Regions from separate parts of the Ovis aries genome. Here region 2 is linked to region 1. A link is a contact called in public Hi-C data. All regions are on one chromosome and are shown on one strand. Each heading gives the region's core, a stretch centred on a gene start, on an enhancer-like site or on the middle of the called end of the contact. The rest is flanking DNA. Distances are from core to core; before and after follow the strand shown. Region 1 holds the start of TRPC4AP (transient receptor potential cation channel subfamily C member 4 associated protein). Region 2 overlaps PROCR (protein C receptor).

Evidence for each region. Hi-C and Micro-C count contacts between places; a contact is called where the count stands out from the background.
Region 2: a Hi-C map of tail adipose tissue shows a contact between it and region 1, with 9 times the contacts expected there. The contact joins the enhancer-like site here to the promoter of TRPC4AP in region 1. A contact is called at or near these places in 12 of 16 Hi-C or Micro-C datasets (blood, hypothalamus, liver and 5 more).

What each region holds. Positions count from the first base shown.
Region 1 is chr13:64,360,955-64,368,781 of ARS-UI_Ramb_v3.0, reverse strand. TRPC4AP (transient receptor potential cation channel subfamily C member 4 associated protein) reads left to right here and starts at 4,509. Exons shown (of 19, transcript XM_004014517.5): 1 at 4,509-4,702. The coding sequence starts at 4,535. LOC121816212 (a long non-coding RNA gene) reads right to left here and starts at 4,376. Exons shown (of 3, transcript XR_009596102.1): 1 at 3,916-4,376; 2 at 2,357-2,603.
Region 2 is chr13:64,463,120-64,470,946 of ARS-UI_Ramb_v3.0, reverse strand. It overlaps PROCR (protein C receptor), which reads right to left. Exons shown (of 4, transcript XM_042230086.2): 4 at 1-7,827. Among named protein-coding and RNA genes, the nearest start is that of MMP24, 13 kb to the left of the region's middle. Within about 2 kb of position 3,731, at least 8 of the 54 cell types and tissues checked have an H3K27ac peak or open chromatin away from gene starts, as enhancers often do. A contact at or near this core is called in liver and tail adipose tissue, where this site is marked.

The DNA.
Region 1 (7,827 bases), core at 3,260-5,759:
ACATTTTTGAAACAAATCCTTGAAAAGTTGTACATTAGAAATGTAATGTGTAAAATATAATCGTTGGAAATAACAGCAAAGGACGATATATGAACAGCTGTTTCTATGGTCTGAATATAACTGTGCCAGTTGCTTTGATTAAAATGACTTTTCTATGTTGAAAAATTTTAAAAATTGCCCCAGAAAATCCATCTGCCCAGTTGAGTAACTCATTTACAAGAAGTGATAGTCTCTGAGTAGTATCAGCATGTTTGGTTAAACCATTTGGGATTAATGTGGGGTGTGGAAATTAGCCTATTAAGAAGCTTCAGTTTTTCTAACCGTGATCCCAATTGACATCAACTGGGCTCTTTTGGGAGGGGTCCTACGCCCTCTGGTGGTGAAAGACACTCATCTGGTTTCTATGGAAAAGACTGGCAGAAAAGAGATGAAGTGGGAGTGCCTTTACCCAGAGGCTTCTGAAAACCTGGGGATTCAATCCCTGGGCTGGGAAGATTCCCCTGGAGGAGGAAATAACAGCACACTCCAGTACTCTTCACTGGAAAATTTCCACGGACTAAGGAGCCTGGTAGGCTACAGTTCATGGGGTTCTCAAAGAGTTGGACATGACTGAGTGACTTCACTTTCACTTTCTGAAAACTTATTTCCTAGTTGGTAGTGACCTTGGGACTGAACTTGAAGTGATCATTTTTGACTCAGTGAATAGACAGATTTGGGGAATGCCTGGGCCAGGCTGGGTTGAGGAACGTACAAATTTAGGAACGGACAGTGACATTTGTGGTTGGGTCACAGCTGAGATGGGAAGACTTGCCTTCAGCATGATGAGTGCCAAGGGAAACCTGAAGGGCCATTTGAACTGTAAGATCTGTCAGGATCCTGTCTCCCAGTTGTGACAAAGATGAGACAGTCTAGTCCACCATACCTATTGGGTTGTTTGGTTTTCCTTGATTTTTGTAGGTGTTAACGCATCTGTTCATTAATTTACTGAGCCAATAAGTCAGAAAGCAACAGTTAGAACTGGGCATGGAACAACAGACTGGTTCCAGATAGGAAAAGGAGTGCGTCAAGGCTGTATATTGTCATCCTACTTATTTAACTTATATGCAGAGTACATCATGAGAAAAGCTGGGCTAGAGGAAGCACAAGCTGGAATCAAGATTGCTGGGAGAAATATCAATAACCTCAGATATGCAGATGACACCACCCTTATGGCAGAAAGTGAAGAGGAACTAAAAAGCCTCTTGATAAAATTGAAAGAGGAGAGTGAAAAAGTTGGCTTAAAGCTCAACATTAAGAAAACGAAGATCATGGCATCCGGTCCTATCACTTCATGGCAAATAGATGGGGAAACAGTGGAAAAAATGGCTGACTTTATTTTTCTGGGCTCCAAAATCACTGCAGATGGTGATTGCAGCCATGAAATTAAAAGACGCTTACTGCTTGAAAGGAAAGTTATGACCAACCTAGATAGCATATTGAAAAACAGAGACATTACTTTGCCAACAAAGGTCCACCTAGTTAAGGCTATGGTTTTTCCTGTGGTCATGTATGGATGTGAGAGTTGGACTATAAAGAAAGCTGAGTGCTGAAGAATTGATGCTTTTGAACTGTGATGTTGGAGAAGACTCTTGAGAGTCGCTTGGACTGCAAGGAGACCCAACCAGTTCATCCTAAAGGAGATCAGTCCTGGGTTTTCACTGGAAGGACTGATGTTGAAGCTGAAGCTCCAATACTTTGGCCACCTGATGTGAAGAGCTGACTCACTGGAAAAGACCCTGATGCTGGGAAAGATTGAAGGCAGGAGGAGAAGGGAATGACAGAGGATAAGATGGTTGGATGGCATCACCAACTCAATGGACATGGGTTTGGGCGGACTCTGGGAGTTCATGATGGACAGGGAGGCCTGAGGCCTGGTGTGCTGCGGTTCATGGGATCGCAAAGAGTCAGACATGACTGAGCGACTGAACTGAACTGAAGAATGCATCTGTTCATTAATTTACTGAGCCAATAAACATATTTGATCACCTACTATGTATCAAGTTCTATGTGCTGGGGATATAAATGCAGCAATGAGCAAAGACCCGAATTATCCTCTAGGCAGGGGGAGGGGTGCAGAAAGTGAAAAACCATGTTAGGTCAAACAAAGCAGGTAATAAGATGGAGAGCGTAAGTAAGGAGTGCGAGGGCTGTTTTTATATGGATGGTAGGGAAGGTCTCTCCTTGAATAGAAACCTGGAGTACATGAGAAAGCAAGCCATTAAGAAAGCTTCCAGGGGATGAGAAGTTTTGGCTGAGAGCACACTGTAAGTTTCTCACACATTCTGGATACTGACTGTTTCCCAAAATATTCCCTTACCTTTTATGGTTGTTTATGCTGTCTTACGGAGAAGGCAATGGCAACCCTCTCCAGTACTCTTGCCTGGAGAATCCCATGGACAGGGGAGCCTGGTGGGCTGCAGTCCATGGGATCGCGAAGAGTTGGACACGACCGAGTGACTTCACTTTCACCTTTCACTTTCATGCACTGGAGAAGGAAATGGCAACCCACTCCAGCATTCTTGCTTGGAGAATCCCAGGGACGGCGGAGCCTGGTGGGCTGCCATCTATGGGGTCGCACAGAGTTGGACACGACTGAAGCAACTTATCAGCAGCAGCCTGCTGTCTTATGGGGCTTCCCTGGTGGCTCAGACAGTAAAGAATCTGTCTGCAATGTGAGAAACCTAAGCTCAATCCCCAGGGTGGGAAGATCCCCTGGAGAAGGAAATGGCAACCCACTCCAGTATGCTTGCCTGGAGAATCCCATGGACAGAGGAGCCTGGCAGGCTACAGTCCAAAGGGTCGAAAAGAGTTGGACATGAACGAGCAACTAACACTACAGTGTCTTATACAGAAGGCTTTAATATTGTTACGGTCAAACTTGTCAATCTTTTCCTCTTCATGACTTCTGGGCTATATGATTGAGAAGAACTTTCATACCCCCAAATCATAAAAGTAGTCCCATAGATTCACTTCTACTGTTTTTATACTTTGATTTTTAACATATATAATTTACATTTCATAAGTTTATGAGGTATAATTTACATACAATAAAACTCACCCACTTTGAGTCTAATGATTTGTAGCCAACTTATGGTTGTATAACCATTAGCACAATCCAGCTTTAAAACTGTACTTTGATTTTGTTACATACAGCTTTTAGTATGTCTGAGATTCATTTTAGCTTTTGGTGTAAAGTTCAACACCTAACTTTTTTTTTTTTTTCTTTCCCCATTGATTTGAAATGTCTCCCTTACCACATGTTAAGTTTCCATGCATACCTGAATCTGATCTTGATCTCCTTGTTTCAGGGGTCACAAATAGGGTTTTATTTGGCCCATGGGGTTTTCAAAATTGGGTAATTTCACATAAAAATTCAGACTTTTGGCCTTTCTGGAAAAAACCAGACAATTCAGCAACAACCTGCTGGAGGCGAGTAGAGCCCACTCCCTGCAGATGGGAATGAGGATGATGACCACAATCCCAGGTTACCAGAAACAGCCGCTTTATATGCTTACTGTCCTGTTGTAATTAATAGCACTCTTTCATTCTCAAAAATGTTCTGGTTTGGGCAATAAATTATGAGTTACAATCTCTACCATTCCTTATTGCACCACACCCAGCATTCCTCTTTCATTTATGTTATTAATACAAGACCCCCTCCCAGAACGAAAAAAGAAAAGGAGACGCCACGATCCTACCACAGAAGTTTGCCCAAAGCATGATTATTTGGGCTCAGAGTAGAGTAAGAACATCCTGGTGGGGAGAAATCAGGTCAGGTTTCCTCTGACAGTGAATATGATGTCACAATTTACCAACCATTTCCCCTTCCCTTATTTCATTTAACTTCACAGCAACCTACCAAGTTACACAACTTACCCTACTGTGCGTCTGAGTAGGGATGTGCTGTCTTCCCCTGTAACTCGCATTCCAAAACAGGGACCTAGTTATCTTCTCTGCTCACCACTGCTTTTCCAGGGACCGCTCGGTGCTGGGCGCAGAGCTGGCTCCAAGGAACTATGTATTGGCTGAATAGGCTCCCAGGAACTACCGATTGAATGAACTCGGGAAAATGAGGCTCGGGGAGGTCCGTGGCGAGTCTCAGCAGAAAGAAGCAGGTGGGAATCAGAACAGGCGGCCTGATTCCTGGTCTGGAACCCAAGACCTTTTCCTAGTCATTTGACTCTAACCTCCCCAAATTGGCAAGAAATGGGAGACTGCGCACGCAGGGACTTGTCTTCGACCTGGAGGGACCTCAGTGAAATGCTGGACCGAGGGGCCCAAAGGACAAGTGGCGCAAGAAACGCCTCTCTCTCATCTGCCCGCTTGGGAGCAAGACTACATTTCCCAGCAGCCCCCGCGGCACGCACAGCCCCTGCCACGCGGCCTGCGCCTCCGCCGTCGGCCCACTGGGGGCGCTGCGGCGACCCCTCTGCCGCCCCGTAGAAATCTCCGCGGCCCCGGGGCCGCTTGCTTCCTGTTTGTAGGACGAGGAGACATGGCGGCGGCGCCGGCGGCTGCTGGGTCTGGGGCCGGCCGAGGGCGACGGGCGGCGGCAACGGTGGCGGCTTGGGGCGGATGGGGCGGCCGGCCGCGGCCGGGTAACATTCTGCTGCAGCTGCGGCAGGGCCAGCTGACCGGCCGGGGCCTGGCCCGGGCCGTGCAGGTATGAAGCCGGCCCGGAGGGGCGGGGCGGGGTGGACCGGGCGGGAGCTGGCGGGGGGCCGGGGAAGAGGCCTTTCCAGGCCGCCGCAGTACGGGCCTGACCCCTCTTGGCCGGTCGCTGGGCCTCTCTGAAGGCTGTCCCGACGCTGTCAGCCGCGGCGGGGCAGTGGGCAGCGGCGGGCTAGAGGCCCCGGGTTAGGGACCGAGCCGGGCTGGGCTGCATCGGGCACTGATGGCGTGTACGAGTCCTGGGCCCAGCTCCTGGATCCTCCCTTCCTTGCGCCACGTCTGCACGTCTGGGGGACCCTGGGCGAGTTTGCTTTAGCCTCTACGGGCCACGAGTTTCTCCGCGTTGAACTGGGCGGTGGGTCATCATTGCAGCCACCAAACGGTTCCCAGGTCATCATAAATGTCATTCTCTCGGAGGCCTTTCCTTGACATAACCCCTCCCCCGCTTCTAAAGTAGGTCCCCATTGTTATTCAGTTACAGCCCAGAATTCATTTGGTTCACATCACTTTCTTAGTCTCTAATTACATATTTCTTTGTTGTCTTCTCTTTTTCTCGCCTGTATCTTACATTCGGCTGAGCTCCAACGGGTGCAGGGACTGTATCTGTGTTGCGTGTGTAAAGCGTCATGGTTAACAGCTAGGGTTCCAGGAGTCAGGCCTGGATTCAGAACCCTGCTGTCTCTTGATTGGGCAAGTTTACCTTTCTGTGCCTCAGTTTCCTCATTTGTAAAATGAAGATGATAATTAGTAACCAACCTGTTAAGGTGTTGTGAGGATCAAAGACAATTGTGTAAAGCGTTAAATGCATTTCTGGTGCATAGTAAAAAGCTGAAGAGTAATCAGTTAATACTAATGCAGTACTTGTTATCTAGCTTACTCTACGTGGCTATTATATGATTAGTTTTTTTTTTTTTTTTAATGAATGAAGGACACTGCTTTAGAGTAAATCAGGATGAGTAAGACCAAGGTTGCTTGCTCCTCCCCTTCCCCCTCACCTTGTTCCCAGAAGTTACCTTGTAAACACTCCTGTAAAACATTAGCTTAACTTAAGGACAGCTTTTGCATAAAGAAACTTTTAAGTATGTACAGGAAACTAATAAAGTGGTTGGTGGAGTGGGAATTGGGTAGATGAGGGAGAGAATGAGAGTGAGATTTTTCATAGTAACTTAGTTTTGAGCCATTTTAATATTATATGGTTAAAAGGACATATATATATATATACACATATATGTGTGTGTGTGTGTTTGTATAGGGTTACAGATGAAGAAGCAGTTCTGGGTGAGCAGTATTTTCCTTGCCATAAGATAACCATAGATGAGCAACTTTTTTCCCTTTGCATTCTTCTCTATCTGCCTTAAGATCCTGGAAATACTTGCTCTGTCCTTTAACCCAAAGACTCTTACTGACCTGAGTAGGTAGGAGTGGGCAGAAAGGGAACTCAACTCACCTTTACTGAGTACATACTTTGGATCAAGCATTGTGCAAGTTATACTGTGTCTTTATTTCATTCTCAAGTCTTTTGAATCAAGTGTCAGGACTCATCTCTTAACACAGATGAAGAAACTTAGGCTCAGAAAGATTAGGCAATTTGCTCCCAAGCACTCTTCTTGATAATCTTCTGTGTTCTGAGAGCAATAGAGAACCACCAAAGTTCTTTAACTCAATGAATGAAAGAGAATTAAGTTCTTTACACATATTTGTACCCAATGCTGGATGGCTTGGAGTGGAAGGAGACTGGAGGAACTCATCGGATAGAAGGTGCTGGAATGTTCTTGAGCCCCATTTATAGTCTGTGGTAATAATTGATTACCACATTAATTATGACCATTAGTATGGTAATCAAGTTGTATACAGACAGGTGTGGGAGCTATATCAGAAGTTGAGGCTGAGGTTCCTTTCCAAAACTATAGTGAGGATCAAGTGGGGATCTTCATCTTTCATATGTGTCCCTTCTTAGTAGCTTTCTTTGATCTCGTCCTTGTTTCACTCTTTTTCCTCCCCCCACATTGCAGAGTGAATGATTTCCTCACAGGTATTTCCATGACACAGTGAGTATATTCTCTTATGGCCTGTGGAATACTTGGAAAGACCAGGTTAAAATTTTCTTCTTTGCGTTTTAAACACATAATGTAAAGTTTACCAACTCATTCATTTTTAAGTGTGCAGTCAGTAAGTAGTCACATTGTTGTGAAGCAGATCTCCAGAATTTTTTCATCTTGTAAATCTGAAACTTGAGCCATTAAACTACTCTTTTCCCCTTCTCACAGCCCCTGGTAACCACCATTCTACTACTTTCTGTTTCCATGAATTTGATTATTTTAAATACCTCATATAAGTGGAATCATGCATTGTTTGTCTTTTTGTGCCTGGCTTATTTAACTTAGTACAATGTCTTCAAGGTTCATCCGTGTTGTAGCATGTAACAGGAACTCCTTGGGAAAAACCAGATTTTGAAGTAAGATGGACCTGTATTGAAGCCTAGTTCTGTCATTTATTGGTAGGTTATATTATATAACCTCTCTTAACCTCAGTTTCATTCTTTCTAAAATGGCAGTGGTAACATCTTCTTAGTGCTGTTGGGGGAGAAGTTAGTAGAATAATGTATCTAAAAAGCTTGCCCAGTATAGGGCATATAGTAGGTGCTCAGTAAATCGTTGTCATCAGCTCATAGATCTGAGACTGGGCCTCTTGAAAGACTGTGTTTTATTTTTTTATGTGTCTGCAGAGCCTGAAACAGCACCAGTCATTTGATCCTCAGGACTCAGGAAATTGTTTGACTTGAAATACTGTATCTGAGGGCTTTGTCTTTCTCAGTGCTGTTTCTTGGTATATCCCACACAGTCCCATGGCTTTAAAGAGTTCTGGAGTCAGATTACTTAGATTTGAATCCCAGCTCTGGTGCATACTTGCTGTGTGTCTTTGAACAAGTAGTTTAATTTCTTTTTGCCTCAGTTTCTTCATTTATAAAATAGAGATAATCATGGGTTCTAGCTTGGTAAGGCTGTGGTAAGGACCAAGAGCATTTATACATGTAAAGCACTTAAAGTAGTGTCTAAAATATAGTAGGCATGCTATAAAGATTAGCAAGTATTGTTTTTAGCAAAACTATATTCTGAT
Region 2 (7,827 bases), core at 2,482-4,981, 100 kb before region 1:
AGGGACTTCCTATGGGGTTCTCAAGTACTCATCATTTTTAAGGGAATTTATTTCCAGATCCTCTACTTCTGTATATATTCTACCAGAGAAAGTTCTGGGCTAGAGGCTTCAAGCTGGCTTTTGCTTCATAATTGTAGTTCTGCTAGCCTTCATAAGAAAGGCATATCCTGGGCCAATCTGAATCTTACTGTGGTACCAATTGCCTGGGGCAATTAAAAATACATTTATTGCCTGGGGCAACAAAAAATCCTGGAAGTGACAAGGGGGCAGCATTTCCCTGAGTATCAGTTTCTGAGAAAGATCTTTTCTTTTTAAGTATTAGTGTAATGACCTATAACCCTATTAGTTTCAGTATACAATATAGCGATTGATATTTCTATATATTACAAAGTAGTCACCACAATAAGTCTAGTACTATCTGTCACCATACAAAGTTATAACAGTGTTACTATGTTCCTTATGCTGTGCATTTCATCTCTGTGACTCATTTATTTCGTAACTGGAAGTTTGTACTTAATCTTCCTCACCATATTCCCTCCTCTCTGGCAACCACCTGTTTGTTCTCTGTATCTATGAGTCTATTTCTGTTTTGTTATGTTTGTCCATTTGTTTTGTTTTTTAGATTCCATATATAAATAAATCATATGGTATTCGTCTTTCTCTGTCTGACAACTCACTTAGAATAATACCCTGTAGGTTTATCTATCCATGTTGTCGCCAATGGCAAGATTTCATTCTTTTGACGGCTGAGAAATATTCCATTGTATATATACACCATATCTTCTTCAAACGTTCATTTGTCAATGGATATTTAGGTTGCTTCCATATCTTGGCTATTGTAAATAATGCTGCTATGAGCATTGGGATGTATATCTTTTTTAATTTATGGGTTTTTTCTCCCCCCACAAAAGTACCTAGAAATGAAATTGCCAGGTCACATGGTAGTTCTAGCTTTAATTTTTTGAAGAACCTCCATCCTGTTTTCTGTAGCGGCTGGACCAATTTCACTCCTACCGATAGTTCATGAAGATTCCCTTCTCTCCACTTTCTCATCAACATTTATTTGTTGTCTTGTTGATGATAGCCATTCTGATAGGTGGGAGGTAATATCTCATTGTGGTTTTGATTTGTATTTCCCAATAATTAGTGATGCTGAGTATCTTTTCATGTGTCTGTTGGTCATCCACGTGTCTTCTTCAGAAAAACATCTGTTTGGGTCCCCTGTTCATTTTTCACTTGGATTGTTTATTTTTTTGATGTTGAGTTGTATGAGTTCTCGTTACATTCTGGTTATTAACCCCTTACCAGATATATCGTTTGCAACTATCTTTTACCACTCAGTAGGCTGCCTTCTCATTTTGTTGACAGTTATCAGGGAAATATCTTTTCATTATAGGGGACATCATTTATCAAAATCATGTTGAGTGGTATGTGGAAAAGAAATTGTATGAAGACCATCGGTTCAAAACAACACATTATGGTAGCCTCTGGAGGGTTTCCTAGGAGGTCCTGGCCTGGTCTTCTCAATCTCTGGGCCTCTGCAACTGGACTTCAATTTTATCAGGAGGGTCAGGTAAATAATTTTTACTTGATTTCTTTTTAAAAAATAATTAACTAATATATTTAGTTTGGGCTTCTCTGGGTCTTTGTTGCTGCATGCAGGCTTTTTCTAGTTGCAGCAAGTGAGGAGTACTCTCTAGTTGCCTTGAGGTGCGCAGGCTTCTCTTTGCAGGGGCTTCTCTTGTTGCAGAGCATGAGCCCTATGGTGCTTGAGCTTCCGTAGTTGTGGCACACAGACTTAGCTGCCCCGTGGCATGTGAAATCCTCCTGGACCAGGGATTGAACCTGTGTCCCCTACACTGGAAGATGGATTCTTAACCACTAGACCACCAGGGAAGTCCTTACATGATTTCCTTTTTAAAAAACTTATTTATTTAATTTTCACTTGATTTCCTCATAACTTCCAGTGCAGTTGGCAGTCTCCCTCTTAAAATGCATTCTTCCCAGGGCTTTTGCACCATCATACTCTGATTTACCTTTCTACCTCTACCCTTCACCTTAAGTTTCCTTTTCTAGGACCATCTCTTCCACTTGACCTTTTCAATTCAGGAGTCTTGCACTTCAGTTATAATCCCTCTTCTCTTTCCGTTTCGTTTCTGTTTCTTGTTGCCTTTGGTTATTTGTATTCCTAGCAATTTGTGCTGACAAGTCTTTCTCTGTTGCTTTCGCTTAAAAGCAAGACTTTGAGGGAATTCCAGTGGGCACTGAGTAATATTCTGCAGACCCATAATCCAGCCCCTAAACCCACTTCCCCTCCTCTTTCTGCTCTTTTCTTACTAAGAGATTTCATCCTTTAACCACAATTTTCCATACCAGCTGCATCCCAACAACTCCCAGATTTCTTATTCTAGCCTAAGATCTTGTCCCCAAATTCCTAAATCCTGTTGCTTATTACACATTTATACCTGAAGGTCCCACAGAATTCATGTTAAAAAAACCCAACAACCAAACTCATGTTTGTCCTATTAAGAATATCATCTTCTGCTAAGCTTCCTCAACTGAGTCACAGTATTGCATCGGCCTAGTTCATGCAAGAGGCCTGGAAGGCATCCTTGATACCTCCTTAACCTCCTCCATAGCCAATAAACATCCTATTCCTATGAATTACACTTCATGCATGATTCCCCTAAGCCTCCAGACTAGGCTACATACCTCCATTCTATACCCTCATATAGCACCTTATACTTTATAATACTTATTCAAATTGTAACTATATAATTATTTGTGGAAGTCTCTCCCCTCTTATGTCATAATCTCCAAAAGCACAAGGACCATGCCTGCCTTTTTTCTGACACATGGTAGGATCTCAATAAATATTTGTTGAAAGAAAGAAAGTGAAAGTGGCCCAGTAGTGTCTGACACTTTGCGACCCCATGAACTATACAGTCCATGGAATTCTCTAGGCCAGAATACCGGAGTGGGTAGCCTTTCCCTTCTCCAAAATGAAAGTGAAATTTGCTCAGTCGTGTTGACTGTTTGCGACCCTGGGTCCATGCAATTCTCTGGGCCAGAATACTGGAGTGGGTAGCCTTTCCCTCCTCCAGGGGATCTTCCCAATCCAGGGATAGAACCAAGGTCTACGGCATTGCAGGTGGATTCTTTACCATCTGAGCCACAGGGGAAATCCAAATTTAATTTTGTTAATTTAACAAATACGAACACAAATTGTAGTAGCTATGCCTGTCTTGGGCCTAATGCTATGTGCCCAGTAGGGGGCAGCAGAGTACAGCTAATGGAACGCATCTCGTCCTTGGTTGTTGAAAAGGGTGACTCTGAGGAAATGATTGAACTTTTCTGAGACTCTATTTTCTTCCTCGGAAATTAAGGTTAATTCTTGTCCCCACAGGTCAAAAGAGATAAGTAGATATAAAAGGGCTTTAGTGCAAACAAAAGAGAGTGTTATTGGAGTCAGTTATGATAAATATTTGTTGAATAAACGGAGACAGAGGAAGAGGATCTGGTTACACTCTGGAACAGATGTGAGTGGAGACTGGACAGTCAGAAGAGATGGAATGAAAGTTCAGGGAAGAGGCTGGCCTGAGTCCAGAGCCAACCGGAGGCAAAGCTGTGAAGTTAACACAGTGCGCTCTTGGCAGGCTCCTGTCTCTGCTCTGATTACTGCCTGCGCCCCCTTCCACCTCTGCCCTCTAGTGCCCTATCACTCACTGCGCTGTTGCAGCCCATTCTTTCCCTTTCCTTTCATCAAAGTACGTCTGTCCTGTGTCCCAGCCCCTCAGACGCCTGCGCATTGCCATCCACAACGACAGCCAGTTAACCCAATAAGGGGCCCTGGCTAACACGGCATGGCAGGTAGTATCTTATTTTATTGCCCCCAATAATAGGAGTTGGACTTTTTCTTTTTAAAGAAATTAATTAACTAATTACTTTTTTAGGAATTTGACAAAGACACTTGCTTCTTGGAAGAAAAACTATGACAAACCTAGACAGTGTATCAAAAAGCAGAGACATCACTTTGCTGACAAAGGTCATATAGTCAAAGCTATGGTTTTTCCAGCAGTCATGTATGGATGTGAGAGTTGGGCCATAAAGAAGGCTGAGCACCGAAGAATTGATGCTTTCGAACTGTGGTGTTGGAGAAGACTCTTGAGAGTCCCTCGGACAGCAAGGAGATCAAACCAGTCAATTCTAAAAGAAATCAACCCTGAATACTCGTTGGAGGGATGGATGGTGAAGCTGAAGCTCCAATACTTTGGCCACCTGATGTGAAGATCCGAGTTATTGGAAAAGACCCTGATGCTGGGAAAGACTGAGGGCAGGAGGAGAAGCGGGTGACAGAGGATGAGATGGTAGGATGGACTCAATGGACATGAATTTGTGCAAACTCCAGGAGATAGTGGAGGACAGGGAAGCCTGGAGTGCTGCAGTCCATGGGGTTGCAAAGAGTTGAACACAACTGAGCGATTAAAAAGCAACTCAAAAAGAATACATTCTAGGGACTTCCCTGGCAGTCCAGTGGTTAAGATTCCATGCTTCCAATGCAAGGGGCATAGGTATGATCACCGGTCAAGGAGTTAAGATTGATCACTGGTCAATGCTTCTCAGACAAAAATTTTTTTAAAAAGAATAAATTCCAAATGATGAAGCTTTAGCTTCTGTGGAATAAGAAAAAATGGAAAGTTAACAAGGATTAAGGCAGTCCTACAGAGTATGAGGTGGTTGCATAACATCATTGACTCAATGAACATGAGTGAGCAAGCTCCAGGAGGTGGCAAAGGACAAGGAAGCCTGGCGTTCTGCAGTCCATGGGGTCACAAAGAGTCGGACACAACTGAGCGACTGAACAACAAATCTTGGTCTCAAGAAAAATAATTATACAAATACAGAATCTGCTAGATGTGCCTTGAAAGCAACATGAGAAAATCTTCTTAAAAAATTCATAAAGATATACATCCATCCATTCTTATAATAAATGTATATGTATCCATATATACAACTTAATTGTAGTTATTATCAGTACAGTTGACTTTTTGGTTTATAGCTGTGTGAGTTTTGACAAAGGTACCGTCATGAAACCAACCACTACAGTAAAAATACAAAATGGTTCATCATTCCCTAAAAATGTCCATGTATTGGGACTACCCTGGTGGTCCAGTGGTTAAGACACCAAGCTTCCACTGCAGTGGGGCCCGGGTTAGATCCCTGATTGGGGAACTAAGACCTGAATTCCACATTTGTTGTTCAGCCGCTCAGTCATGTCTAGCTCTTTTTGATCCCATGGATGGCAGCATGCCAGGCTTCCCTGTCCTTCAGTGAAGATTGTTGAGATTTCTGAAATATCTGAGGTCGTTGAGATTTCTCCCAGCAATCTTGATTCCAATTTGTGATGCATCCAATTAATAAATACATAAAATAAAAATATCTTTTTAAAAAAAGGCCCATCTATTAACCCTTTGTAGTCCAAACTGTCTTCCACCCTTAAGCCCTGATCACACTGATGGTGTCTTTAGCCCTATAGTCCAATTTATCAAGTTTTCCTTTAATGAACTTTAATTTTGCATTTAAGAATTCTGTCTAAAGTGACAAAGGTTTTTCTCCCTTGCTTTCTTCTAAAAGTCTCATAGGTTTTCATTTAGGTCCAAGATTCATCGCAATTAAATTTAAAAAATAGAAAGTGTAAGATACAGGTCAGGTTCACACGTTTATATAAGAAAGTCCAGTTACTCTAGCATCATTTGTTGAAAAGGTAATCTTTCCCATCACACTTTTGTAAAAAAACCAACTGACTGGATTTGTGTCAGTCTGTTTCTGGACTCCCTGTTCTGTTCTATCGATCTATGCATCTATCCTTTTGCTAGACTATGCTACATTTATCAATGTAGTGGTATTTCTCCACCACTGTTCTACTTTCCCCAAATTGTTTTAGCTTTCTAGTTTATTTGCTTTTCCATATAAATTTTAAAATCAGCTTATTGATATTTACAAAAACTCCTGCTGGGATTTTGATTAGGATTGTGTTGAGTCTGTATGTCAATTGGGGAACTATTGACGTCTTAACAAAATTGAGGCTTCCAACCAATGAACATGTTGTATTGCTTTGATTTCCTTCACTGATGTGTTTTTCAGCATAAAGATCCATCATATATTTTGTTGTATTTATCCTTAAGACTTTCATTATTTTGGTGCAACTGAAAATTATTATTTACTTAAATTTGTTGGGACTTTCCTGGTGGTCCAGTGGCTAAGACCCCACACTCCCAATGCAGGGGGCCTGAGTTCAATCCCTGGTCAGGGAACTAGATCCCACACACCACAACTAAGAAGATCTTACATGCCCCAATGAAGATTGAAGATCCAGAGTGCTGCAACTTAGACAAGGTGCAGCCAAATAAATATTTTAAAAAATAAATTAATTTTCCAATTGCCGGTATATAGACATATAATTAATTTTTTTCAATTTTATTTATTTAGGCTGTGCCATGTCTTATTAATAGTTGTGGCATGCAGGATCTTCAGTTTCGGCATACACACTCTTAACTGTAGCATGTGGGATCTAGTTCCCTGACCAGGGATCGAACCTAAGGCCCCTGCATCTGGAGTTCAGAGTGTTAGCCATTGGACTACCAGGGAAGTCCAACATATAATTGATTTTTATATTATGACTTTGTATCCTGTGACTTTGCCAAATTCATTAACTAGTTTTAGGAACTTTTTTTTGTAGATTTAATAGAGTTTTCCATATAGACAATTACGTTGGCTATTAATGGAGACAGTTTCATTTCTTCCTTTCCAATCCATGTGTCTTTTTTCCTCCTTGCCTTGTTGCATTAGTTAGAATTTTCTGGATAATATTGAATAGGCAAGAGTGAATATTGTTCTCAGTCTTAGGGAGAAGTCATTCAGTCTCGAAGGATGATGCCCATTTGCTGACTGTCCTTCTTTTAGGTTAGGGAAGTTTCCTTCTATTCCTAGTTTGTTGTGAGATTTTATGATAAACATGTTGAATTCTGTTAATGCTTTCCATCAGTTGAGATTAACGTGTTTTTTTCTGTTTTAGTCTGTCACTGTGGTAGTGGGTAAAGAATCTGCTTGCACTGCAGGAGACCTGAGTTCGATCCCTGGGTCAGGGAGATCCCCTGGAGAAGGAAATGACAAACCACTCCAGTATTCTTGCCTGGAGAATCCCATGGACAGAGAAGCCTGGCAGTCCATGGGGTCGCAAGAGTTGGACATGACTTAGCAACTAAGTCACCATGGTGAATTACATTAATTTATTTTTGGATGGTCTATCAGCATTGAATTACCTTGAGTAAACTCTGATTCATAGTGAATTATGATCCTTTTTACATGTTTCTGGATATGATTTGCTAGTAGTCTGTTGAGAGCTTTTGGTCTATGTTCATGTGGAATGTTGGTCTGTAGTTTCCCTGTAATGTCTTTTTTTGTTTGTTTGTTTTTTTTTTCATTTTGGTGTCATGATAATGTCGGCCTCATAAAATGAGTCGCACAGTGTCGCTCCCTTTTCTCTTTTCTGGGAGGGTTTGTGTAGAACTCTACCACTTTGTCTACTAAACACTTCCTCAAGTGTTTGGTAGAATTTGCCAGTGAAACCATCTGGATCTGGTATTTTCTTCGTCTGTGAATTCAATTTTCTTACATATTGTCCCACGGTTCCCCAAATGGTTTTCTCCTCTGTGATGTCTTTTATAAAAATTAAATAAATTAATTAACTTTTGGCCACGCTGGGTCTTCGTTGCTGCGCGGGCTTTCTCTAGTTGCGGTGCGCAGGCTTCTCGCCGCAGTGGCATC